Regions from separate parts of the Mus musculus genome. Here region 1 is linked to region 2. A link is a contact called in public Hi-C data. All regions are on one chromosome and are shown on one strand. The core of a region is the stretch at or near the end of the contact, and the rest is flanking DNA. Distances in the headings are between cores, read along the strand shown.

Evidence for each region. Hi-C and Micro-C count contacts between places; a contact is called where the count stands out from the background.
Region 1: a Hi-C map of muscle stem cells shows a contact between it and region 2, with 1.8 times the contacts expected there. The contact joins two enhancer-like sites. A contact is called at or near these places in 9 of 484 Hi-C or Micro-C datasets (cardiomyocytes, cerebellum, cerebral cortex and 5 more) and 1 of 115 datasets of contacts at active chromatin or transcription factors (embryonic basal ganglia).

Annotation. Positions count from the first base shown.
Region 1 is chr9:68,939,663-68,944,681 of GRCm38.p6, forward strand. All of the region lies in intron 1 of Rora (RAR-related orphan receptor alpha), which reads left to right. Among named protein-coding and RNA genes, the nearest start is that of Gm31262, 120 kb to the left of the region's middle. Within about 2 kb of position 1,544, at least 55 of the 459 cell types and tissues checked have an H3K27ac peak or open chromatin away from gene starts, as enhancers often do. A contact at or near this core is called in muscle stem cells, where this site is marked.
Region 2 is chr9:68,840,232-68,846,015 of GRCm38.p6, forward strand. All of the region lies in intron 1 of Rora (RAR-related orphan receptor alpha), which reads left to right. It overlaps Gm31262 (a long non-coding RNA gene), which reads left to right. Exons shown (of 2, transcript XR_379583.4): 1 at 1-5,784. Among named protein-coding and RNA genes, the nearest start is that of Gm31262, 20 kb to the left of the region's middle. Within about 2 kb of position 2,205, at least 10 of the 459 cell types and tissues checked have an H3K27ac peak or open chromatin away from gene starts, as enhancers often do. A contact at or near this core is called in muscle stem cells, where this site is marked.

The DNA of each region.
Region 1 (5,019 bases), core at 294-2,793, 99 kb after region 2:
TATTGATTAATTTTCCATCACTTTGACAAAAATGCCACGACCAAAAGCAGTGTAAAGATAAAAGAGTTTATCTGGGTTTTGCATACTAAAAGAGGGGGTCCATGGCATTGGCAACTGCAGAAGGAAGCTGAGAGATCACATCTTCAAGTGCAAATGCGAATCCAAGAAATTGAACTGGAAGTAGGGGGAGGATAGGAACTCTCAAAGTCCATCTCTAAAGACGGGCTTCCTCCAGCAAAGCTATATCCCACCTCCCCAAACAGTGCCCCCGCTGGGGCCCACGCCTTTAAATACTCACACCTCTGAGCACCAATTCTTCCATCCACAGCAGTTGGAATGCTGTCTTCCGCACTGCAATGCTCTTCTACACTGATTGAGACCATTACCGAGAAAATGCCAGGCTAGGTTTCTCCCCTCTATAGCCACTGTGTGAAGAAGAGAGTACCAGGTTTTCATTAAGGCAGAAGACCTGATAGATGTGTGGTTCTCTCTGTTTCTCCATCCTGGTGAGTTATGAAGAGACATACCCTGGTGCCAAGAGTGACACCAAGTCTCTCCATCAGAATAGCCCCTCAAGTTGCCTCACACCAGGCTGGGCTACACTGAGACCTTGTTCCAAGACTTTGTTCCAGTGAAGCAAGAACTGTTTGTAAGCAGCTAGAGGAGGTAGAGAGAATAATACTGCTTTGGGCATGGCTCTCCCCTTGACCCAGAGGGCTCCCTGGAGTGATGGATGCCAGGGTCGCCACATCAGATAGGCTTGGATCCTGCATAATTACATCTCTATGGAACTTTACAGAGCGACTCTGATTCTTCTCTCGCACACATTTCCTTGCGGCTGGTATTTCCTCGGTGACTCTCGAGGCTGAGTAGCCACAGAGCATGCATATTGTATGGGGAGGCTCTTCATCAGCAATGCCAACCTTGCTTTGTCCAACTCCAAGGGACTCGGGTTGCGAATCACTCTGTGATCACCTCACGCCATCCATAGCAGACAAGAGCAATCGTCCACAGAGGCAAAGATGAGTAACTTCTGGGAAGAGTGCATCCCTTAGTTCTCCAAGGGCTGCACTTTGAGGATCGCTGTGTGTGTAGTGTCTAGCAGTGCAGCCTACCCTGCTCCAGCAGGGGAGGATAAAGCTACCAGTTTGAGTCTGATGTTTTATTTATCTGTACTGGTAACTTTATGTAGGGTGTGTTTCTCTGTTTGGGCCTCAAGGCTGGTTGAGCAAAAGGCGGGAAACATTAATAAGTAATAGAGAGAGAGGGGCTGTCCATTTATAGTCTTTCAGAGATGACCTGGTTTCCATTCCAATGGGAGCGTTAGTGTTGTTTTAGAGTGATAGGCATCTGTGGATGCTTGCAGTGGTGCATTCGGGGATAACCAGGAGGGACACCTGCTTAGGCTATTTTTAGAATAAAAATTAAGAAACCTCAGGCAGCCCCAGGGGCCCTCCCCAGTTGGCAGTGCACACACTGTGAGCCCGAATAGTCCATTTTCCTGGGGTTGCGTGGGATCACTGTGTTCCTTTCTGTTCGCCTCCAGTGTCTGGTTATTATTAAACCACCCTTTGTGAGAGATTAACTCTGGCTTCCCTCCCAGTGAGGAGATGTCTACACAGAGCCAGAGTAGGCAGCCAATGGCAGGCACATGGGTTATTTGGTGTCGTACAGGAACAAACAACTGGTTGACAAGCCAGTTCTTCACTTTCTGATGGCTTCCCTTGGCATGGTAACAAGCTTCCGTAGCACATGGTATAAATGCTTCCCGAGCCTGCCTGCCTGCCTTCATTCATTCAGAAAGTATTTCCTAAGGGCCCCCTGTGGGATTTATTATTTCTAAAATGGGGATAATCGTGGTACCTATTGCATAGAATTATGTGGATTAAATGAGCTAATAATGTGTTAAGGATTTAGAACAGTGCCTGGCACGTAGTTAAGGCTTAGTCAAGTCAAGCTTGGCTGTGCAATTGAAGGGCTGATTTTTTTTTTGTTGTTGTTGTTCTAGGTGAGAAATGGACAGTGGAGCCAACAGTATAGAAAGAAAGATAGTTTCTGTGGTAAAGTAGGGAACTCAATTTTTATAGTGTGTGTGTGTGTGCGTGTGCGTGTGCGTGTGTTCAAATTAGTCTGGGAACCAGAGGTCATCCTTGGGTGTCACTCTCTAGGCAAACCTTACTTTTGAGACACTCACTAGCCTGGACTTGGTCTACAAGGCTACACTTGCTAACCAGCAGGCCCAAGGGATCCTACTTTTGGCCTCACCAGTGCTAAGATTACAAGCACTCTATCTAAGCACTTGCCTGGCTTTTAAATGTGGGTTCCGATGACCAAACTCCAGTTCTCATTGATTTTGCTGTGTGTGTTTGGGGATGGGGTGTTGTTGTTGTTGTTGTTTGTTTTGGTTTTTCAAGACAGGATTTCTCTGTGTAGCCTTGGCTGTCCTAGAACTCACTCTGTAGACCAGACTGGCCTCAAACTCAGAGATCTACTTGTCACTGCATCCATAATGCTGGGATTAAAGGCATGCGCCACCACTGTCAGGCTAATTCTCATGATTTTAAGGCAAGCCCTTGACTGACTGGCCCATCTCCCCAGTGTGAGGGATTCATTTTAATGGGGCCAAATCTATAGACAAGGGTGATGCTTCCTGATATCATGGTTCACAGAGTGAAATTCTTTGAGCGGTCATATCACCATCATCTGAGTGTGAAATATAAATTCTTTATCCTTGCCCAAGGGTTTCAAGTCAAATATTTCAGAGTTTGGGCCAGCAATTTGTGTTTGAATAAAGCCTCAGAGATTCTCCTTGCTAAGTTTGAAAAGAGCTGCCTAGTCTCTTGATGGCACTGGGAAAGAAAAAACTTGGACAATGTCTGCTTCATGACCTATACTGTATTTAACATCTACTAGTCCAGCAGGAGGCAGGCTCTGGACAGTAGCTCCTTCGTAAGGCAGGCAACAGCCTTGTTAACTGGCAGGGACCTTGTTAGTGCAGGCCCAGCCTGCTTCCTGAGCACAGGCAAGCCAAACCTCAGCTCTCCTCCTGGCTTACTGCCAACAGGGCACCACAACACACCCCTGTCATCCATATGCTAAGGATTCAGAGCTGGGGCTATGCTAAGTGGGTTTTTTTCCAGAACAACTGTGAGCTGCAAGGCCCCAGGGCACCTCTCATCACGTTGAGAAACGAGGGGAGACCAGCCTCTCTGGGTCCTTTCTAAGCAGATGCACATCTGGTTTGTGTGAGTCTGCCTACACACACCCAAAGACAGCCCATGGCCAACAGAATGTATCACACCAGCGCCTCTGAGAAGCTTGTTGCTGGCCTGGCTTTTATTACTGGTGTGCAGCCACCTCTGCGATGGAACGCCACAGCTGGAGAGAATTTGAGAACATCCGTCTAGATTTTCCGACTTTGCCCATTTGTTCGGTCATACAAATTTGTATGCTCCAGAATGGTGGAAAATAAGAAGAACATATCTCCCCGTGTCTACAAACCTTCAGCCCTTCCCTAAGGAACATTCCAGAATGGCAAGGGTCATGGCTCCTACAAATACCTACTGTTCAGGATAGATAGAGTGTTCTATGTCAATAGGAGAATACCAACTAGATGTGGAGTTAGAGGTTAAGACATAAGTGTGGATGTCTCATGAGGAAGGGGGAGGCTAGTTAGTGTTCCAGGCCTGGAAGGTGGGGCAGCAGAATCTTAGGATACATGCATAGAAAAGGGGTCTTAAGTAAAGGGGGATTGAGAAAGTATGAGAGATAGAGGAAATAGAGAGTGCTCAGAGGGAGGAACGAGTGATCCATCTAAATCATCCAGAGCCTAGACCATAAACAGAGAAATGGAGAAAATCAGCTCTTTGAGAATAGGTTAGTATGCTTTCTCCAAGGCAAGGGGTTTGGACAACATTTATGTGGAGGCCAGAAGAAAGTCTGATGAAGACTAGGAAGAGGGTTGAAACTGTAATTGCTGTCATTAGCTATCCTTGGTGGGAGTCTTGCTCAGAGACCTAGCTCCCAGGAAGCAGCAGAAACAAAGGAAGATCGAGGAAGTTAGTGTCTACAAGTTCATGACTGTGGGAGGTGGGGAGAAGCCAATGGGTAAGGAGGACGATGTTACATTGAAAGGTTGCATGATAGAGAAAGCTTCAAAACTCTCCAGTGGGGCTTGGAATGTAGATCAATTGGTAGAGTGTTTGTCTTGCTTTCATGAAACACAATAATACCAAATACACTGGGTATAAAGATCTATTCCTAGAATTTGGCCGGTAGAAGTAGAATCAAGAGTTCAAGGGCAACCTTGAGGGTATTGGAAGGCTAGCCTAGGCTACATGAAACTCTATTTCAAAACAGACAAACAACTCTCTGGAGATTTGGGGAAAGCAAGACTGACCACTAACTGAATTTTGCTGCAGTTCTGGTCCACAGTCCTCGAGACTTATCAGGAGACATTTGTCTCCCATCAGGCAAACACCAGAGGTCCTCAGCATTACATGCCAGCCAGGCTAGGAACATGTAACCATTCCAGGGAGTCTTGGCATGGGCTTGAGCTATGGGTTTGGTTCTGACTCACAAGAGTCCAAACCACCTACTGAGTCATTTGCAAAAGCTGTCTTTTCCTGCATGGTTTCCCAACAGTTACCCACCCCATCCAGTGGCTGGGAGATTGCAAGATCTGAAGGGAGCCGCGCAGTTCACCATGTTGTAGCTCCAGGCAAACTCAAGTTGTGTGTGTCAAACTGCAGCATGGAAATTGTGTTCTTGCTCTTCATAGAGAAACTCAGCACTGGGTGATGGCACAGAAGCAATAAGACGTGTCTGTTACTCCGTCTCAGGTCTTAGGTTCCCGTCACTGAGTAAATCTGATGGGATGGAAGGTTTCTCTAGAAAAGTCTCAGAGTGACCAAGTCCTGCTCTCCACTGAGAGAGGGTCTACAAAAAGTGTCTTCCCCAACCTGCTGCTTACCGCAGTGTCCTTATGGGAACAGAATTTGGCTCAAGTCTGCTAACGTC
Region 2 (5,784 bases), core at 955-3,454:
GCAATGTGGGAAAAATGCCTCTGAGAGAAGCAGAAGGGGGCACAAGAGGCCTGGCACTGCAGCTCAGGGCCACATGGTTGCCTTGGCAGAGGGGGCATCTTCAGACTCACAAACGGAAGGCTACGTCATTTCCCACACCCCTGGGAACACCAAAATGAAATTCTCAGCTCTAAGACAGTAGCTTGGAAGTGGGTCATATTTTCTTCTCCATCCCATTCTAATGTCAAATTGCTTGAAAATGCACAGGTATGCTAGGGAGGTATCTTGGAGGAAACCCTACCCAAATGTGTGGTTCCCCTTCACGGTTCTTTCTGAGATAAAGGCGTTTGAGCACAGTCCAGCTGTTGGCATCTTGTTCTGGCTTGGGTGTGGCAGAGTACACTCGGCAGCTCTTTTTCACTTGGTGGATGGGAAAGGAGAGGAGAAAAGAGCCATCAGAGAAAGGGGACCAGGTTATATGACTTGGGGTGGAGATGTGCAATAATCAGATTCTTTTTCTTTTTTTGTCTTCTGCATTGTCTTTTTCATTCACCACTATTGGTCCTTAGTGCTTCTATACACACTTTAGAAGGTTCTCTATCTGTCTGGATGGGACTTTGGAAGCCATCTCACAGAGAAGCCCTGGGAAGTCAAGGACAGGCATAAACATCGGCCACGTTTCCATGGTTGTCTGGAAGTGGCTGTGATGCTGGGCCTGGGATCTCAGTGTTGGGTTGCTCTCTGAGAATGCTGCATTCTGGACCTCTGAGGAGCCGCCATGGTGATGGCTGTTAATGATTATTGGGCACCTCTTTGTGTACGTTGAGTTTGACCCAAGTTTCATTTTCACTAAGTTTTTAGTAGGGCAGCACCTTCTCCAGGTGGATCAGGACTGAGCTGGAGTCTTCTTCTATGAGGTAAGGAAAGAGGTGTGTATCACACCAGTCTCCTCTGTGTCCTGTCATTTGGGGCTGATTAGTACCTTGAGTGTCCAGGACTATGGATGAGTGTTGGCTCTGGGGTCAGACTGCCTAGGTTGAACTTTGGGCAGATGTTTTGTCTCCTGTGAGTCTTATTTTCTTTGTCTCTCAGGCTCTATAATGATAGTTACACTTGCTGTCCAGGTTGAGAGATAATTAAGTGATAATTAATGTAGAGGTACTTATGGAATCTTGGAGAGGTTAGTGTCACCGTTATTCATATCATCGTCAACACCATTATTGTCTCACTAACCCCACCACCATCTTCACCATCACCATCATCATCACTGTTATTACAGTCTTCAACAGCATCACTGTCACCATCACTGTCATTACAGCCTTCAACATCATCAACAGCATCACTGTCACCATCACTATCATCGCAACTTCAACATCATCAATATCATCAACTGTTACCATCACTGTCATTACAGTTTTTACCACCACCAACATCATCATCACCAACACCATCACTGTCAACCACCTCTGTCATCATCACCACCACCACCATCATCCTTGCCACCCCCTCAACTGGTCTCCCAGCCTGACTAGGGCTAGAAATGGAACGAACAGGATGAAGGTGATGGGTAATGATGATTGTCAACTTGAACAAAACTAAAAATCACCAAGGAGACAGTTATGACATGTCTGTGAGGTATTTCTAGATTATGTTAATTAAGATAGGAAGAGTTCTGCTAAATGTGGGCAGCACCATGCCATGGGCTGGGATTCTAGACTGAATTTAAAACCAAAAGATGAGACGCGTGCCAGAATTGATGAATGGAATGAATGTGCTCTTGACTGTGGTTGCAATGAAGCCAGCTGATGCCCGTGCTTGCCCCCATGGCTTTCCCTCTGTGATGCACTATACCATCAAATGGGGAGCCATAGTCAACTCTTCTTTCCTGGGTTGCTTTTATCTGGTATTTTGTAACAGCAATGAAAAACATAATGAATATCAAAGTTCTAGATATCTGCCCCTACCCCCTCACTTCCCAGGCCTCTCTACCCTGACATCCTCTTTCCTGAACTGATCTTTTCCTTACTGTTTTTTTCATTTCCCAAATAGCAATGTTTCTGGAAAAGCTTGCAAACACAGTTCCAAGTCCTTCAGGCGAGCACAAATGAAGTACATAAAGAGCGTGGCTAGCGATTCCCAAAGGAGCAGGCTAGGGTGGAAGGATAGCGAGCTGGGGTGGGAAGACTCAGGAGAGAAGCTGCCGGTCCAGCGCCATCCGCTATTGAGTTATCACGCGGCTGCTCAGCCAGCTAAGTACAAATTAATCTCTCGTGGCTGACCAATTATGCATAGTCTTTAGGGAGAAAACAAGTTAAAGAAAATGTGTTAGGTAAAGCAGGGGCTGGCCGCTCTTGAATTGGGAGGAGGGGCAGGCTCACTCTGTGTCAGGGCGTATTTTCACAACTGTAGTCCCGCAGATTTACCAGCATGCATAATACAGGAACCACATCTAATGGTGTGTGCATGTGTGTGTGTGTGTGTGTGTGTGTGTGTGTGTGTGTGTAGTGAGGCGGGTAGGCATCTGTTTTTCAACAGATGCTCGCCCCATGTTCATTTCTCCGCTCTCCCTCCCTGGCTCTCCCCTCCCTCACCCCTTCCTCTAACAGACAGAGCATCCCCCAGTAGCCCCTGAGCTCATCTCTCCTCTGCTACTCTTGCCTCCTGGAAATTGAAAAGCTGTTTTCTTCAACCCCATCTGTGAGATCAACACTTCCCAGGGCTGTTGCTGCCTCACCAAGTAATCTGTGGGGCCGAGACAAGGCTGGTTGTGACAGCAAAGAGAAAATTCCAAATTGTCTCGGATTATTTGTGAATGTGTGTATATGTATGTGTGCTCGGGTATACATGTAAGTGTGTGACGGCAGCAAAGGCAAACTTGAATATGCTAGATGACAACGATGGCTTCCCTGGGTGCTACCCAGCTTGACTTTTGAGCCTGGGACTCACTGATTGGACCAGATTGGCTAGCCAGGGAGACAAGATATATGCCTATCTCTGCCTCCCTTATAGAGAGAGATTAAAGGCTGGTACCACTGTACCTGGGTTCTCACGTGGGGCTCAAAGTACAGTAACTATGCAGCAAATATTTTATTGAGTACCTCTCCCAAGTGGTCTCAGTTTTTTGTTTTGTTTTTGTTTTTGTTTTTGTTTTGTTTTTTGTTTTTTTTTCAAGACATAGTTTCTCTGTATAGCCCTGGCTGTCCTGGAACTCACTTTGTAGACCAGGCTGGCCTTGATCTCAGAAATCCACCTGCCTCTGCCTCCTGAGTGCTGGGATTAAAGGCGTGCGCCACCATGCCTGGCTGGTCTCAGTTTTTATAGGCATCAAGGATCTGTTGGTGGATGTCTTTACCAGGCTTGTTGCTCTCTCTCCCTGTCATGTTCTCCTCTGGTGCCTCCCACTCACCCATTGTCCTCTGTGAGCGATTTTAGCCCCTAGAAACATATCCACATATATCCCATCAACAATGGATTGGACCCAGGATGTTGATGATCGCTGGTACTACAGAGCAGTCTCTTTTTGCTTTTGTGGAATAAACAATAGCTAACTGTGAGGTTTGCCAGGAAGAAGCCTTGCAAGGATGAGTATCTGTCAGTTCACATATGCGCCAAGGCTCTTGAGATGAGCATTCATTCATTTAGACACTATCCAGAGTAGGAGCTTTCACTCCTTTAGCATCTAGACTTCGTCTACTCCACAGATCCCCACTGAGGGCTCAGTCGGTGCTAGGCACAGTGCCATGTTCTTGGGATACTGTGGTGAAGACACACCTATGTCTATTCTTATTCAGCGTGTAACTTCACGTACACAGCACGCTTGTCCTCACAGCTCCGCAAGGCTTATCAGATGTCCCGCATCATGCACACAAGAGACCTTAATGCAGCCAAGAAGGCAAGACGAGGAGTGACCCGCAGACAGAAACAGAAGCTGAGCACTTTGCAAGAAGGAAAAACAAATCATCACTGAGCCATGGTCCCAGGAGCAGAGGAGGAATGAAGCCATAGGCTAAAGTTTAAGCTGCCAGGGTACCACATTGCCCCATGGCTCAAGTTCATAGTCATCTCTTTGCTTTGGTTTTGTATCTCGGCTACCTTAGATTAATGTCAGTGGACTAGATGGGGGGACCTGGACTGCCTCTTACTGTGTAAAGCCTGCTTACAGCCGGTAGATGACTACCATTCAGGCATAAGCCTCTGGCCATAGGCTTAATCTTACACTCTTCTGATACAGGCAATAGAATATGATTTGTGTAGTAGAGAAAGGTTAGGAAGAGATGTCATTAGAAAAACCACAACTGAAAAATGATCCAAAGCTTCTACCAAACAGCATTGGTCACCAGTGTTTTCCAAAGATGGCCGCCAGAGTATGTGGCAGAATTCCAGGTCCCTTTGCTGAACAGCCAGGCTCCTTCCATGGGGTATTTTTTGGAGATACCAATGCTGGAATATGCATTGTAACCATTTTCAAGGATCTTACTCACATTGAGGCCTGAACGTGCCTAAGCTATTTATCTCAGCTGTTTACCAGGAAAGAACAGACACCTAGAAAATCGTGCCTCTGAGCAACGGGCAAAGCACTAATCTATAGAAGAAGTGAGCCCTCAAGACTGCTCAGATGTGGGTATGGTGGAGCACATCTGTAATGTTGGCTCCTCAAAGAGGCCAAGGCAAGAGGCTGGTGTGCTCACAGCCACAGTGAGCAGCTCAGGGAGACTGCCTCAAAATTCAAAAGAGGGTTGGGCTATAGATCAACAGTATGCACTTGTATAGTATGTACCAGGGCCTATGTTCCATCACACACACACACACACACACACACACACACACACACACACACAAACAGAGAGAGAGATGCACACGCACATAAACATAAGGGGGGGGGACAGGAGGCAGGCAGACAGACAAAACACCCCACTGGGAAACACAGAGTCCCTGGGATCCTTGGAGCTGAGCCTGTGTTTACAGCCTTGAGCCCTCTGCCTGTCTCCTCAGAACTCCATGTGACTCCTTCCAGAACTCCAGAGTGACTTACCTCCTGGCTGAGGTTGACAAGAGCTTCGAAGGTGTTTTTTTAGAAGCAGATCTTTTGTTCCCCCACAAGTTTCACCTCCACTCACTGTGCATTTTTAGGGAAATCAATCCCTCTGTTTTTGATAATCCTGCCCTCATCTCACCAAAACTGCCACTTCATAGCAGGGATCTGGTAGCTGGATAGAACTAGAAAGTCTTGTTTACCCTTCGAAAAATCAGGGTTGTTTGGCCGAGTTCAGCAAGAGGTTTGACTTCTCTTCAGAGCACGAATCCCATGTGTCCCCAAGATTCCCATAGGCTTTGGGTGGGTATTTTAACCTCTCTATTGCACCTCATTTTTTTCTTTCTGGTTAATTGAGGAGATGAAACAACAGGAATCTTTGCATCCAAAGTGCACCCTTGTCTTCTGCATCGTTAGTAACCACTGAGGCCGCCAGGCAGAATATTCCCCTCCCAGTATGTTTTGGTTGGCTTATCTGTTTATTGTCTTTGCAAACACAGTGTGGTGCCCTGTCATTGGCATCTTGCCAGGAGATGGGGAACCAATTTGATCATGTTGCTTCTGGCTGTCAGAACATTCTCATCTGACCACTATGTAGAAGAAGTGTGTGGAGAGGGTGTCTGAGTGGCATTATGACTGATTGGCTGATAACAGTAGCTGACAGTGATTGATTGAGTGTGAAGTTATCTGCTCTCATTACTCCTGAAATTGAATTCAGATCGGTTCTATTGGAGGGTTTCCATGGAGACCACAACCTGCCGGAGCAGGTGTCT